Regions from separate parts of the Zea mays genome. Here region 1 is linked to region 2. A link is a contact called in public Hi-C data. All regions are on one chromosome and are shown on one strand. Each heading gives the region's core, a stretch centred on a gene start, on an enhancer-like site or on the middle of the called end of the contact. The rest is flanking DNA. Distances are from core to core; before and after follow the strand shown. Region 1 has its middle 16 kb from the start of LOC542682. Region 2 holds the start of LOC542347 (thylakoid assembly 1).

Region 1 (6,101 bases), core at 46-2,545, 810 kb after region 2:
AGCTAAGAAAACATGGAGCGGAACGATATCAAACATCTTCCAACTACCATATACTTCCTCCTTATCAAATTAAAATTCGTTTTATCTTTTTATTAGATTCATACAATAATTAATATTATATATATATATATATATATATATATATATATATATATATATTCATAATTATCTATATGAATATGGATATAAAAATTTAGAGTTAAAATCATTACTATTTTAAGACGCAAGAAGTAAATAGGATGAAAGATGGACCGAGCGACTGTATTTTAGCCTTGATGTGCGATTAGTAGCCAATTAGACACCGCGGGAATGCTTGGAGTTAAAAAAACCCTGAATTTTGCAGATGCTCTAACCTTTTTTTCCAAAGGATTTAGAAGGTGTAACCCAAAAAAACTACGATAGTGGTGGACTGGCGGAAGGGAGCATCAAGTACCACGTGATTGGTTGTTCCGCGGAATGCACCCTGGTCCACCGCGTCCAGTTGACTGTGCGTCTGAATAGTTGTCTACAAGCGCGCAAGACCAGCCTACACTCAGATGCACAACACGCGTGAAAAAGTGCCTACCCGGCTGCATGTGTAGAGACACGGGAACGAAGCTTCACTAGCCGTCTAGGCCACCCACGAGCCCAGAAACTAATCACATACCACGTGATTGGTTCATGGGACACCCGCTGCCAGGCTCGCGCACAGCAGGCCGGCTAGTTACAGTAACTTTGGCGTACAAGTAGATGAACCTTAGAATAACTTATTTTGTATTCACTCGTACATCCTACGTCTTTTAGATACAAGTAATCAAATATATGCTCAGACAAAGTCAACACACGTAATAATTTAGGATGAGATTATGCGGGCAACCAATAAAACGAATAGATAATGACACAAGCACCGTACAAGGAGACAAAAGATTCTAGCACGTATTATTAATAATGGTCTGTCTAGCACTACTCTGTTGTAACTTTTTCAGATCTGCTTTTAACTTCGCTAATCAAATAAAAACAGGAGCAGCTTTTACCAATTCTGCTGTGTGTGACGAAGCCAACGAGAAGGGAGCACACCCCTCAAGTTTTAAGCGAGAAGAGAACACAGACTAGCTAGTCGGTCGGGAGGGATAGCGGGAGCTGACGCCCGTCATTTCACTTTCAGCCCCGCCGTGGATCTGTGCCAAACTGACGTGTACGTGCGCATGCGTCGGTCGGCTGGGTGAATGTGGCCGCCTTCGTGGCTTCCTTCAGCTTCCTCGTACTCGCGTGCCTCGCACTCTCACGCGCATCACACTTCACACGTCGCTGGGGCTACCGAGAATGCGAGATGGCGTAGGCACGTCCACGCCACACCACACCAAGCCTGCATGTTCCACGCCCCTATGGTCCAATCGCCAGCTGTGTTTTTTCCCCCTTGCCTTAATTTTGCATTTTCTTCGTCAGCAGTCAGCAGTCAGCACTCAGCACTACTCGAATAACCAACCAATGGGACAAAGCGTCAAAGGGAAGGTTCGTGAATGACAGTCAGTCGTGGTGGGTGGGATCGCGGATGCGCAGAACGGCCCAGGATGCGCAGGCAGCTGTGCGCCTGCTCCATGGCTGCTTGTTCACCTGCCGCTGTGGCGCTGTCGTCACCTGGCGCGCTCGCTTCCTCTGCACCAGATCCGGCGCCAGCCCGGCCCCACCACGGTACCTCGCTCGCCGCCGTTGGACTTGAACGGCTGCTTACCCCATGGCGCGTGTTTGGTTCTAGATTAGAGAAATGGAATGGGTTTATTATGTTAGAGGGGGTGAAGACGCTTGGAATATAATATAAATAAATTATTCATCTTTATCTGTCAGCTTAAATTTTTGGGTTCAATTCGTTGATGCATACAACTTAGGGCTCCTTTGGCAGGGCTCTGGCTTCTCCAAAAACGGCTTTGGCTCTGGCTCACGAGGTGAAGCCACTTCTTTAGATGAGCCAAAGCCATTCTGAAAAATCATTTGGCAAAACGGCTTATAGGTTGTTTTTCAGAAAGACCCTTGTATAGTTTGGACTGGTGGGAGGGCTATTGTGCGTGGCTAGGGATTGAGAGCAGGACCAAAAAAATAATTTGGACTGGTGGGAGGGCTATTGTGCAAAAATGACGTGAGTTGAAGCCAGGTGAGCCACTTTTTTGGCTCATGCCCTCTAGTTCATTTTGGAAAAGCACTTCACTGATGAAGCCATTTGAAAAAGAGGTGTTTGGCACAACTTTTGCATGAGCCAGAGCCGAAGCTGAAAAATAAGCCCTACCAAAGGGGCCTTTAATATATAACTATAGGATCTATGATACCGGCTAGAGAGGATAAATAGACAGTTTTAACTAAAATCAAAGACACTTGAGAAATTTAATCAAAACAATAAGAGATATAAATTTCCTAGCTTTGATAGGCTAACAAAATATGATGAGCAATTTACGTCAATACTACAAATGATAGATAATACATAAATAATTAACTACTTGCAAGTAATGAGTAAATAGTGGGAGAATGATATCGAAATTTATCCCGTGGTATCGGTGATTTGCCGATCACACCTAATTCATGTTGAGGTGGAATTCAAGCTCTCACTTGCTCCTCTATCAAGACACGACTTGATTTTTTAGCCAAGTGGACAAGAACTCACTCAATACCTCGATTCCACTAGCGTCGTCTTTGTCGTTCCGGCGAGGTAGGCGCGAACCCCCCACAATCAACACCGCAACTCCCCCACAATCTTCACAGAGAGCTCGACGGAGACAACACCCGAGCTGTCTAGGAGGCGGCAACCTCCAAGAGTAACAAGTCGATGACGCTTGCCCGGTATACCACCTAGTGCCTCAAAAGATCACGATGGATTCAAATGCACTAGAAGCTCTCAATCACTCACTAGAATGCAATCTCAAGCGACGAGTGTGAGAGTTTGAGTTAGAGGATCACAAATAAGCTCAATGTGTGCTAGGAATGGCCAAGAGGACCCTCATACATGAGCTCCACTTCAATTTATAGCCTCCAACACAAGGCTAGTCGTTATGTGCAACTAGCACATGTTCTGCGCACACGCAGACGGTCTGCGTCCTATGGCCGGGCGGTCCACTGTATTAGTAATGACTATAATGCCCGTTTGAAATCTGTCAGTGTTGTCAGAAAAAGTTAAGCTCAGATGGTACGCCAGCTTAGGCCGGACGGTCCGGGACCTATCAATATGAAATGCCAGAGCACTGACCAAATTGAACAACACACGCGGACGGTCCGCGTCCTATGGCCGGACGATCCACCCCTGGACCACATATTGTCTCGGTAAAAACCCCAGGCAATCCGTAGTACAATGACTCAAAAACACATCGTCCCTGCCCAATCTCATTTTGGCTCATGTGGGCGGTCCGACGACCTTGACCGGACGGTCCACACAGGAACACAGAGACATGTGCGCCAGCAGACACCTCTGGCAGAGTCGCAGACGGTCCGAACTCCTGGCCCGGACGGTCCGACTACCACAGAATTAAGTAAATTTACATTTGCGTTTTAACAAAAGACTTTGACTTTTTAAAACCGAAGCGCTGTTAATCCTCATGCAAATGCAATAGTTTATGCTATATGAGGCACGAAGTTTTACACCGATCAAGTTCATTGGCCCCTCTTAATAGTACGACTATCTAGCCTACTAATCCGGTCAATTACTTCTCTAAACTCCTGATGATTGGCAAAAACAAAACCTATGTTATACCTTTGCCTTCACTTGATCCACATCCAATGGTTATAAGTCACCAAGATTTCCTATTTCCTGTTGTCCAAACATGCATTCTTATTTCTCCAAGAACTGTTAGTCCAGAAGCAGTTGTCATTACTTACTAAAACACCACTAAGGGCCTAGATGATTCACAATCTCCCCCTTTTTGATAATTGATGACAACACTATATATTTTATAGAAAGTAGATTTTGTTTTTCAAACCTTCCTTACATATTGGGTATAAAAGAGATTTGAGATGAGTTTTGAGTGACTTATCTTGATTATAATGTTCATATGAAATGTTGATAAGTCAGCACAAAAAACTCAAACGACTAAGATTTTCTCCAACGGCTAGATTTGTGTTAGGGCCTACAAATACCACCCCAACCGGCCATTTCAAGGTGTGGGAGCCCAAGCAACATACCAAGGCATAGTATAGACATTTCCAAGTGCTCATACACCTAAGTGCTTAATAGAGTCACTCGGTGATTAGCGTAGGTGCTTTGCGAAGTGCTTAGGTTAGTTAGATCGCTTTAGCGCTTGCTCTAGGTGAATCCTAGTTAGTTGAGTGAGTTTAGAAAAACCATACAACCCCTCGGCTCTTGTGCGAGCCGTTGTAATTGTACCGAGTGGGGCGAGAGTCTTGCGAGACCGTGACAACCATGTTTATGTCATGGCCGCCACGATGTACCAGAGGGAACGAGGCCCGCGGCGTTTTGGGCGGAAGCTCGTTAGTGGAGACAACGGGGAGCGTCCGAGAGGAGCCGAAATTGGAGCACCACTTGAGCATGGAGAAGGCTTGTGGCTCTCTATGGAGTTACTAGACTGAGGTACTTGGCCCTCACGTGGGCTTCCCTTTGCATAGGGGCACCAACGAGGATTAGTCGGGACCTTGCGTGGTTCCGGATACCTCGGTAAAAATACCAGCGTCATCCACGAGAGTTTGCATCTATACCTTTTTCTTTAGCTTCCACATTTACATTAAGCATTTAAGTTTCAATCTTGCCTTTATACATAGATTGTTTAGGATTGAAACTTAGTCATTGTGCTAGAGATAGCAACACTTGGACAAAACCTAGTTTGCATATTCTAGTTTGATTATTTGCATAGGTTTTTCTCTAGGGATTTATTTGTGGCCTAATTTAGAGAAAGTTTTAGAAGTCCTAATTCACCCCCCTCTTAGGTGTCACCTATTTCCTTCAATTGGCATCAAAGCCAGGTTTGGCTCATTTGAAACACTTTAGCTTCACTGCTAATAGAGCCGACGCTTTTTAGAGAAAGGGGATGGATACCCATAGGCCACCACACTTCGACGACACTAACTTCTCATATTATAGTGCTAGAATGGCTTGTTACCTAGAGGTCATTGATCTAGGTGTTTAGAGAGTCACTCGTGATGGGATGAAACCACCCAAAAATCCTGAGAAACCCACCACGAGTGAGGAAAAAGAAATTCATTTAAATGCTAGAGCAAAAATTTGCTTGTATGAATCTCTTAGCATTGATATTTTTGATTAAGTTTTTACATTGAAAACTGCTAATTAGATTTGGCTAAAATTGCATGAGCTCTATGACGGCACATCCAATGTCCATGAGCAAAAACATTGCCTAGTCCTAAATGTGTACAATTCTTTTCCTATGAAAGAAAATGAGCTTGTTAGAGATATGTATTCTCGTTTGAATATAATCATCAATGAGCTCAATTCTATTGGCATTAATAAGCTAGGTGATGCGAACATTGTGAGGAAGATTATCTCCCTGCTACCACAACAAAGATATGGGAGCATCATCACTATTCTTCACAACATGGAGGACTTGAGTATAATGACCCCGACAATTGTGATTGGGAAAATCGTGGCTTTTGAGATGTCGCGAAAAATGTGTCGGGGAGAGGAGCCAACTTCCTCAAGTCCATATGCTTTTGCATGTGATGAAAGGAAGGGTAAAAAGAAGGCTCCCACTCCAAGTTCCTCAAGTGAAGAAGAGGAGGAAGAAGAAAGTGATGATGATGAAGATAATCAACCATCAACATCATCCTCTGAGGACGAAGAAACAATCTGACACATCGAAAAGGTAATGGGGATAATCTGTAAGATTAATCTAATGGGTGTGCCCCTGCAGGTCGAGGATCTTCTCTTTAACATTGATAGGAAAAAGCAAAGAAAGAGAGGATGCTTCACATGCGGGGAGATGGGCCACTTTAGGGATAGCTGTCCAACTATGGTAGAACCCAAAAAGGAGAGGAGCAAAGGCAAGGCGCTAACAAGTGTCAAAACATGGGATGACTCTTCAAGTGAAGATGAACCTCCAAGGACGCACAGTCACCGATCCTCATCACGCTCATCACGGTCATCACACAAGTGCCTTATGGCAAGAGGTAAAATG
Region 2 (6,735 bases), core at 1,192-3,691:
AAGCATTGTGCTATGATGAGTCATTTATGTAATTGTTGTGTACGTGAATTTCTGATCCTCGCACATATATGGTTCGCATTCGGTTTACCTCTAAAACCGGATGTGACAACATGTTCCACACGGGGATAAATTCCCCGACGCAAAGGGATGGGTGAAAAATCTTCCCGCGAGCGTTCGTGGGGATTAGGAATTTTTCTCTAAGGGACGGGGATGTGGAGCCATTCTCCAACAGGGAATTCCCCATTGCCATCTCTAGATATTACTCCGACCATTCAGAATTGTAAGACATTCTGGCTTTTCTATATTCATAACTTTTACTATGTATCTAGACGTAATGTATATAGAAAAGCCTGAATGACTTACAATTTGGAACGCAGGGTGTAATTAATGACAAAGTATTTCCAACATAAGAAATGCATACCATTGCAAGGTTATCTCTTAGATAATCAAAACCAAGCTCACTGTTTGTGACATAAGTAATATCATATGAGTAATTTTCCCTCCTTTGCTCAGGTGTCATGTTCTCTGTCAAAATAAAAACTCTGTTTAACAAACTATCACTAGCAACAATGAAACAGAACATATAAATAATGCCTGCACACAGAAAAAAAATAATCAAAATGCCAATTGGGCTAGTACTGTAGGACACATGAAGCTGCAGCATGATAGGGCAGGAAGCATATCCTATAATTCAGAATGGTAATGGCCTAACTAAACATTCATAATTGGAGCTATCAGTTTATTCATGGTTCAGTAGTTCAGCAAGCCATCCTCTTAGGGTTATGTGCCATTAGTTTCATATATATACATATCAGTACTTTCATGAATCATTCAAGTGCTAGAGCTTAAATTGGTAAGTAAGGGACCAATTAATATTTTCAATATTAATGTGGAAGCTGAAGAATATGCACAACTGGAGACGGCACAACCAACAGGAATGAATAATGTGATGTGATGACATACGTTGAATTAAGCCAACCTGCAGTCCTAGAAATCGGGGGACTTGACCAACCCACTCACAATCACGTCTTGCGAGATAATCATTTACAGTGACAACATGCACTCCTTTCCCACTCAAAGCATTTAAGTATGCTGGCAGAATGGCCACAAGAGTCTTCCCCTCTCCGGTCTTCATTTCAGCAATCTCCCCCTTGTGCAGAACCATACCACCAATCAACTGCACATCAAAGGGCCGGAGGCCTAGAACTCTCTTGGAAGCCTCCCTCACAACAGCAAATGCTTCCTGCACAAATGATGACACAGATTCCACCATGAAAAATTGAGATGTCATTCTACAGGAGTCATGATTTAACATATCTTAGATCATCTTAAAGTGGCTAATGAAAAGGAACAATGAGTTAGTCTATTTGTTTGTGCCTTGGTACATCATAGATTTCTTTCATAACTTTGATGAGAGAATTCAGTTCTTGGTTGGTTCACTAATTGTACATACACTCTGGACAGTGAATTGATTAGTCTCAGATGAAGCTCCAAAATTATACATGTTAAGCATTATCCAGATGCAAAACGAAATGTTTGCAGCCTTGTTTCTATTATCTGCAATCTGATACGAGAGTAAATTGAAGATGAAGTTGTTTAGATACTAATATACTGTAGTCACTCAGAGAATCAAATTAAAATGAAGGCTATGGTTTTCCTAGTTCTTCCTGAAAACGCCATTCTCATGATCACAGACTGTAACATTTTAGTGTAGTCACTAATAAAGTTCATTTAATCATTTTAGATTCGACACACTGTAGTGAAAGGATACGAGTGCCCGTTATATATTTGGGTACGTACGGGGAGAAGGGAATCCAGGGATTCCCCGGAGCGAGCACGGTCCTGGAGCGCAGCGGTGCGTGCACGCAAATCAGCGTCTGAGAGCGCGGAGACCTCGAGCTCCATGGAGTTGATACGCGCCACGGTGTCTGCGTACTTCTTCCGCGTGGCCTCCCCGTCGTCGCGGCCGCCCCCGCCGAATACGGTGCCCAGCAGGCCCCCCACGCGCGACACGTGAGAGCCACCTCGCCGCCCCTGCGTGCCTCGGCCGCGCTGGCTGGGCCGGAACCGAACCCGGCAGCCGCCGCAGCCCCCAGCCAGAGGCGGTGAGGAGAGGCCCGTGGCAGACAAAGTGTGGGGAAAGCGCAACGCAGGGGTAACGGCTACGGTGGCCGCCGAGGCGTGAGGAGTCATGGCCATGGGCGTGCGCTTGATGTCTTTCTCCGGCGCCTCGTGTGGTGATGGTGGCGGCGCGCACGGCGACAAGCCGCCGCGTGCTCTGGGTGGTGGGCAACGACTGTGGCGTGGCTGTGGAGTGTGGATGGAGGCGTAGGAGACGACGGATAAGGAACTAGGTGGGCCGACGACCGAACCCATATTCAGTTTAAGCCCAAATGTATCTTGGCCGCACCAGGCAGAGCCGGGCATCCACTAGCGTACTATAGGCTCATTTCAAAATTGCCCCTCATTTCAATAACGCCCCGTTTGAAATTGAATTTCATTCTAATAATAGTAATTTAGACATATATCAATTAAGTTAATTCAGTTTTATACAAAATATATTTGTATATTATTATTAGCAAGATGTCGGAGATATTTATATGTTATATTTTTACTATAGAGGAGTGAGACGAAGAATGTCACGTAAGTTACAGAGTAGAAACAAATTCTACTACTGTATAAAATTATTTCTCATCCCCCATCCCATGAATTTGAGATAGACTAATATTTGAACTTTGGAAAGTGGTGGAATATCAAATTCCAAACTAAATAAGTTATTTTATTGAGTAAATTACAATTCCTCTAAAATGAAGTGATCCAAACGCCCCGTAAGGAAAAAACAATGATCTTCTTTCAGCTGTAGCACCTGTTCATAAACAGAATGGAATTGGTGTAGCATTTCTCTAACGGGGCGTTTGGATGCCTTCATTTTAGAGGAATTGGAATTCACTCAATAAAGTAACTTATTTAGTTTGGAATTTGACATTCCACCACTTTTCAAAGTTCATATATAAGTCCATCTCAAATTCATGGGGTGGAGGATGGGAAATGATTTTATGCATTAGTAGAATTTGTTTCTACTCTGACTTACATGACACTCTTCGTCTCACTCCTCTATAGTAAAAATGTAGCACATAAATATCTCTGACATCTTGCTAATAATAGTATACAAATATATTTTGTATAAAATCGAATTATCTTTATTCATATATGCCTAAATTACTATTATTAGAATAGAATTCAATTCCAATGATCCAAACGGGGCGTTATATGAAAGCCGGTTCGAAACGCGGCCTCCAAGCCGGTCCACGTCGTCCTTTTATTTTTTCAGTCGTTAGATCACACACCAACTGTCTCCTAGCTAGCCTCTCCATTCCGCGATGCCCCCGCCCCCCGACCAACGCTGCTGTTAAGCTTCCAACTCCATACGACCAGCCAATCTCTCCAAGCTTCTAGATCCCCACCCCCACCCACCCGGCCGGAAGTCCGCAGTCCGGTCCTCATCCCAATTGGGTGCGCCATCCCCGCGCACACACAGTTCGGTCCTCATCCCAATTGGAACATGTTCATCCCAATTGGGAGACGAAGGGATAGGAGGCAGAGGCAGCGATTGCAAAGATGGCACTACTCGTGCTACGCCAGCTCCTCGCCATGCTCTAGTCGCTGGCCCTGCTCCTGCCCTTCCAGTGGCGCACGCAGCGGGGGCGTTCGATGTCACGACCTCCACATTACGGCTAGCGGGAAAAGGGGAAGGCAATGGCATTAGTGGTTTACGGGTGCCGGCCGGGTCGCCCATGGTCGCCGCGCGAAGGGAGATAGCCACACGCCGGGCGCAGGAGGCTGGCGCGGGAGTACGAGCTGATCCTCGGGGTAGTGAACATGTTCCATCTCTTGCTATTTTGTTCCCTTCCCATCTGCTAGTTGTTGCTATTGCTCTGTTTTAGTCTGCTAATGCAGCTCGCTTCTGAAATGTCTTTTGCCTTGCAAGCTTCTTGGAGATGGAAGCGAGCTTTTGAAGTTTTAAGGTCTGCAGTGTCGTGGTCTCGCTCCTCGCAGCCTCGCTTGTTTCCTGGATCCTGGATTTCTCCTCTCCAAATCTCTAACCGAGCCACATACATTGTTAAGTGATTTTTTCATTTCAGTTAGGTTTTATTTGGTCTCAGATTTCTATGGTTAGTTTTTTATATGATGTTTGGCCATTCCCTGCACAGCTAGCCATTATTTCAGCAGTCATGTTCTATAGAGCTTGCTAGCCTTTTTCTAAAGTGCATATATATATATATATATATATATATATATATATATATATATATATATATATATATATATATATATATTCTCACTGTGTTGTGTGCTGCCTATGCATAATATTTTTTAAAAAGAGCTAACTGAGTATAGTAGTTGTACCATCAATAATCATTGTCAAAGTCCAAGCTTCACTTTTGTTTCATTTGAGGAGAATATAGGTGGTGCTAGGTCATAATGGTAAAACAGCGTGATGTTATCATAACTGTTGATTGACCTTTGATCATGTATGGTGCATGGTTTTGCACTTTTGCTTGGCTATGCTTGAATTACATTTTTTCACGTTCATACTTAAATCTATATAAAATATACATTACTGGTTGAATTACAATTGATGATACTGCATTTATGATATTACTGGTTGTCCTTCTCATATGGTCAGTTAGTTGGGTCGTGCTTTGGTGTTATTTACTAATCTAGAGGTTCTTTGTATTTTCTGTTAATACAAGCCATCGTTGATAAGTACTATGCATCTCTGGTTTGTATCGATGTGTCTTTAATAGCATATAGCATCTGCTGATGTGCATAAGCATGCATGATGCTTCATCGTATTCCCTTGCTTGTACGTTTCTTTTTAGTTATGGATAATCCACTGGAGTGACATAGTTTATGCCAGTTCTGTCTACCGCCAGTTTATCAATACCAACTTGTGCGGTGATTCCACGGATTTGTAGCTACTATCCAAAGGACAATGGTCAAAACCATAATTTCCTAACTCTAACCGTTAGATGTCATTATGTTGATCTATTATGTAATTATTCTTCTACTTTTTTCATTTGGTTCCTTGTTTTTTAGTTGTGGATAATCCATTTTAGTTTATGCCAGTTCTGTCTACCACCACTTTATCAATACCAACTCGTGCGGTGATTCCACAAATTTGTAGCTACTATCCAAAGGACAATGGTCAAAAGCACAATTTTCTAACTCTAATCGTCAGATGTCATCATGTTGATCTATTCTGTAATTATTCTTCTACTTTCTTCATTTGGGTTCTTGTTGCTATCAGATGGATGATAACCAAAGAAAAACTTCTGAAAGTATGCCCCTTGCGGACAATGAGGAGGTAGATGTACGTGAGACGATCAAGAGTTTTGATAAATAAATTAAAGTCCCAACTAAATGGATAAATGATATTGAGGCTCAAAAAGGAAGGTGTTGAGAAGAGGCGTACTAAAGCACTGAAAGTGTTTGCTTAGATCCAACTTGATTTGAGAGATATAAAAACATGATTGTGAATGAGAGGCGAGCAAAGGTATGCATGTCTGAGCTTGTTAATGAATTATAGTTAGTTATATATATTGTTGTTGTGCTTAAAACAATCTATTGTTAGGAAGAAGCAGCGAGGGATTTATAGAGAGTGAAGAGGGAGAGTGAAAAGTCGAGGTCTGAATTGGCTGAAATTAGTAAGATGCATCAGGCCCAATTAACTGTGAATTGGCTGAAAACTTCGATGCAGAAAGAGCTTACAGCTCATTGGAGTGCAAAAGAGCACCTTCTTTACCCTCTCACTACTTCTATATTATTGTACCCTTCTTTTTCGAAAAAAGATGGCACCTTTGCCCCATCTTCTGAGTTAGAACTGAGCAAGATGTGTAATTTCACTGAGATGCAGGTTTATGTATATTTGAATATGCATATGCGTCCTTTATTTTCTGTGCTAGGAAAAATCTAGGAGCTAACTTCAAGTTCAAACAAAATGAAAACTGAGAAATTGTGCCTACTAATTTGTCTTCAGTGATACACATTCCTCGGGCCTGTTTCGAACTCAGTAGATTCCTGAGATACTTTATGGTCAAGCTATGACTTTGCTATTTTTGCTTGCTAAATTTGTAGAGACTATCTTGCTTTTATTTTCAGGACATGTGCGACAATATGGTTTAGAGGAATGGTGAGCTGAAGAAGAAGATGTTATCATTCAAGGTACGGACATGTAGCTAGACATGAGACTGTCTTCTCCATCAGAACCAACTATTGCATTGTAATTTGTAACCAAGTAGGAATGCTTTTAAGGTCCAATTCTCTGCATACTCTGTAGGTCCAGTTCATGCATATACTGTCCTGTTGGCTCAATGCAGCTCTGAGTATTCCTCCAACGCCACTGCCAAGCTACAGTTGTCGCTGCACAGTGGCCCCAGCCCGAGGTTGCCTCTGCAGCCACGAAAGTTGTTTAACACCACTGCAACTACTGGAAGCTACTACGGTTCTCTGGCCTGACTCGACACCATGTGGTTTACTTTTCTATGTTGTTGCTGATTTCTCCCCTTGTATGTATAGATGGCCAATAAGCACGAGGCCCGTGAGCCTGACACAAAGCCCACTGTTTAGGCCCGGTCTGAGCCCGGCACGGCCCGATTTTATGTGGGCCCGGGCCAGCCCGGCACGAATAAGCGGGCCGGGCTCGGACAGGAAACTAGGCACGGTGGGCTAGCC

Evidence for each region. Hi-C and Micro-C count contacts between places; a contact is called where the count stands out from the background.
Region 1: a contact with region 2 is called in a Hi-C map of ear, with 2.3 times the contacts expected there. The contact joins the enhancer-like site here to the promoter of LOC542347 in region 2. A contact is called at or near these places in 2 of 25 Hi-C or Micro-C datasets (ear and tassel).

The regions. Positions count from the first base shown.
Region 1 is chr3:59,417,441-59,423,541 of Zm-B73-REFERENCE-NAM-5.0, forward strand. No RefSeq gene overlaps it. Among protein-coding and RNA genes, the nearest start is that of LOC542682, 16 kb to the left of the region's middle. Within about 2 kb of position 1,296, at least 19 of the 20 cell types and tissues checked have an H3K27ac peak or open chromatin away from gene starts, as enhancers often do. A contact at or near this core is called in ear and tassel, where this site is marked.
Region 2 is chr3:58,605,525-58,612,259 of Zm-B73-REFERENCE-NAM-5.0, forward strand. LOC542347 (thylakoid assembly 1) reads right to left here and starts at 2,442. Exons shown (of 20, transcript XR_002268001.3): 1 at 1,801-2,442; 2 at 964-1,243; 3 at 422-525.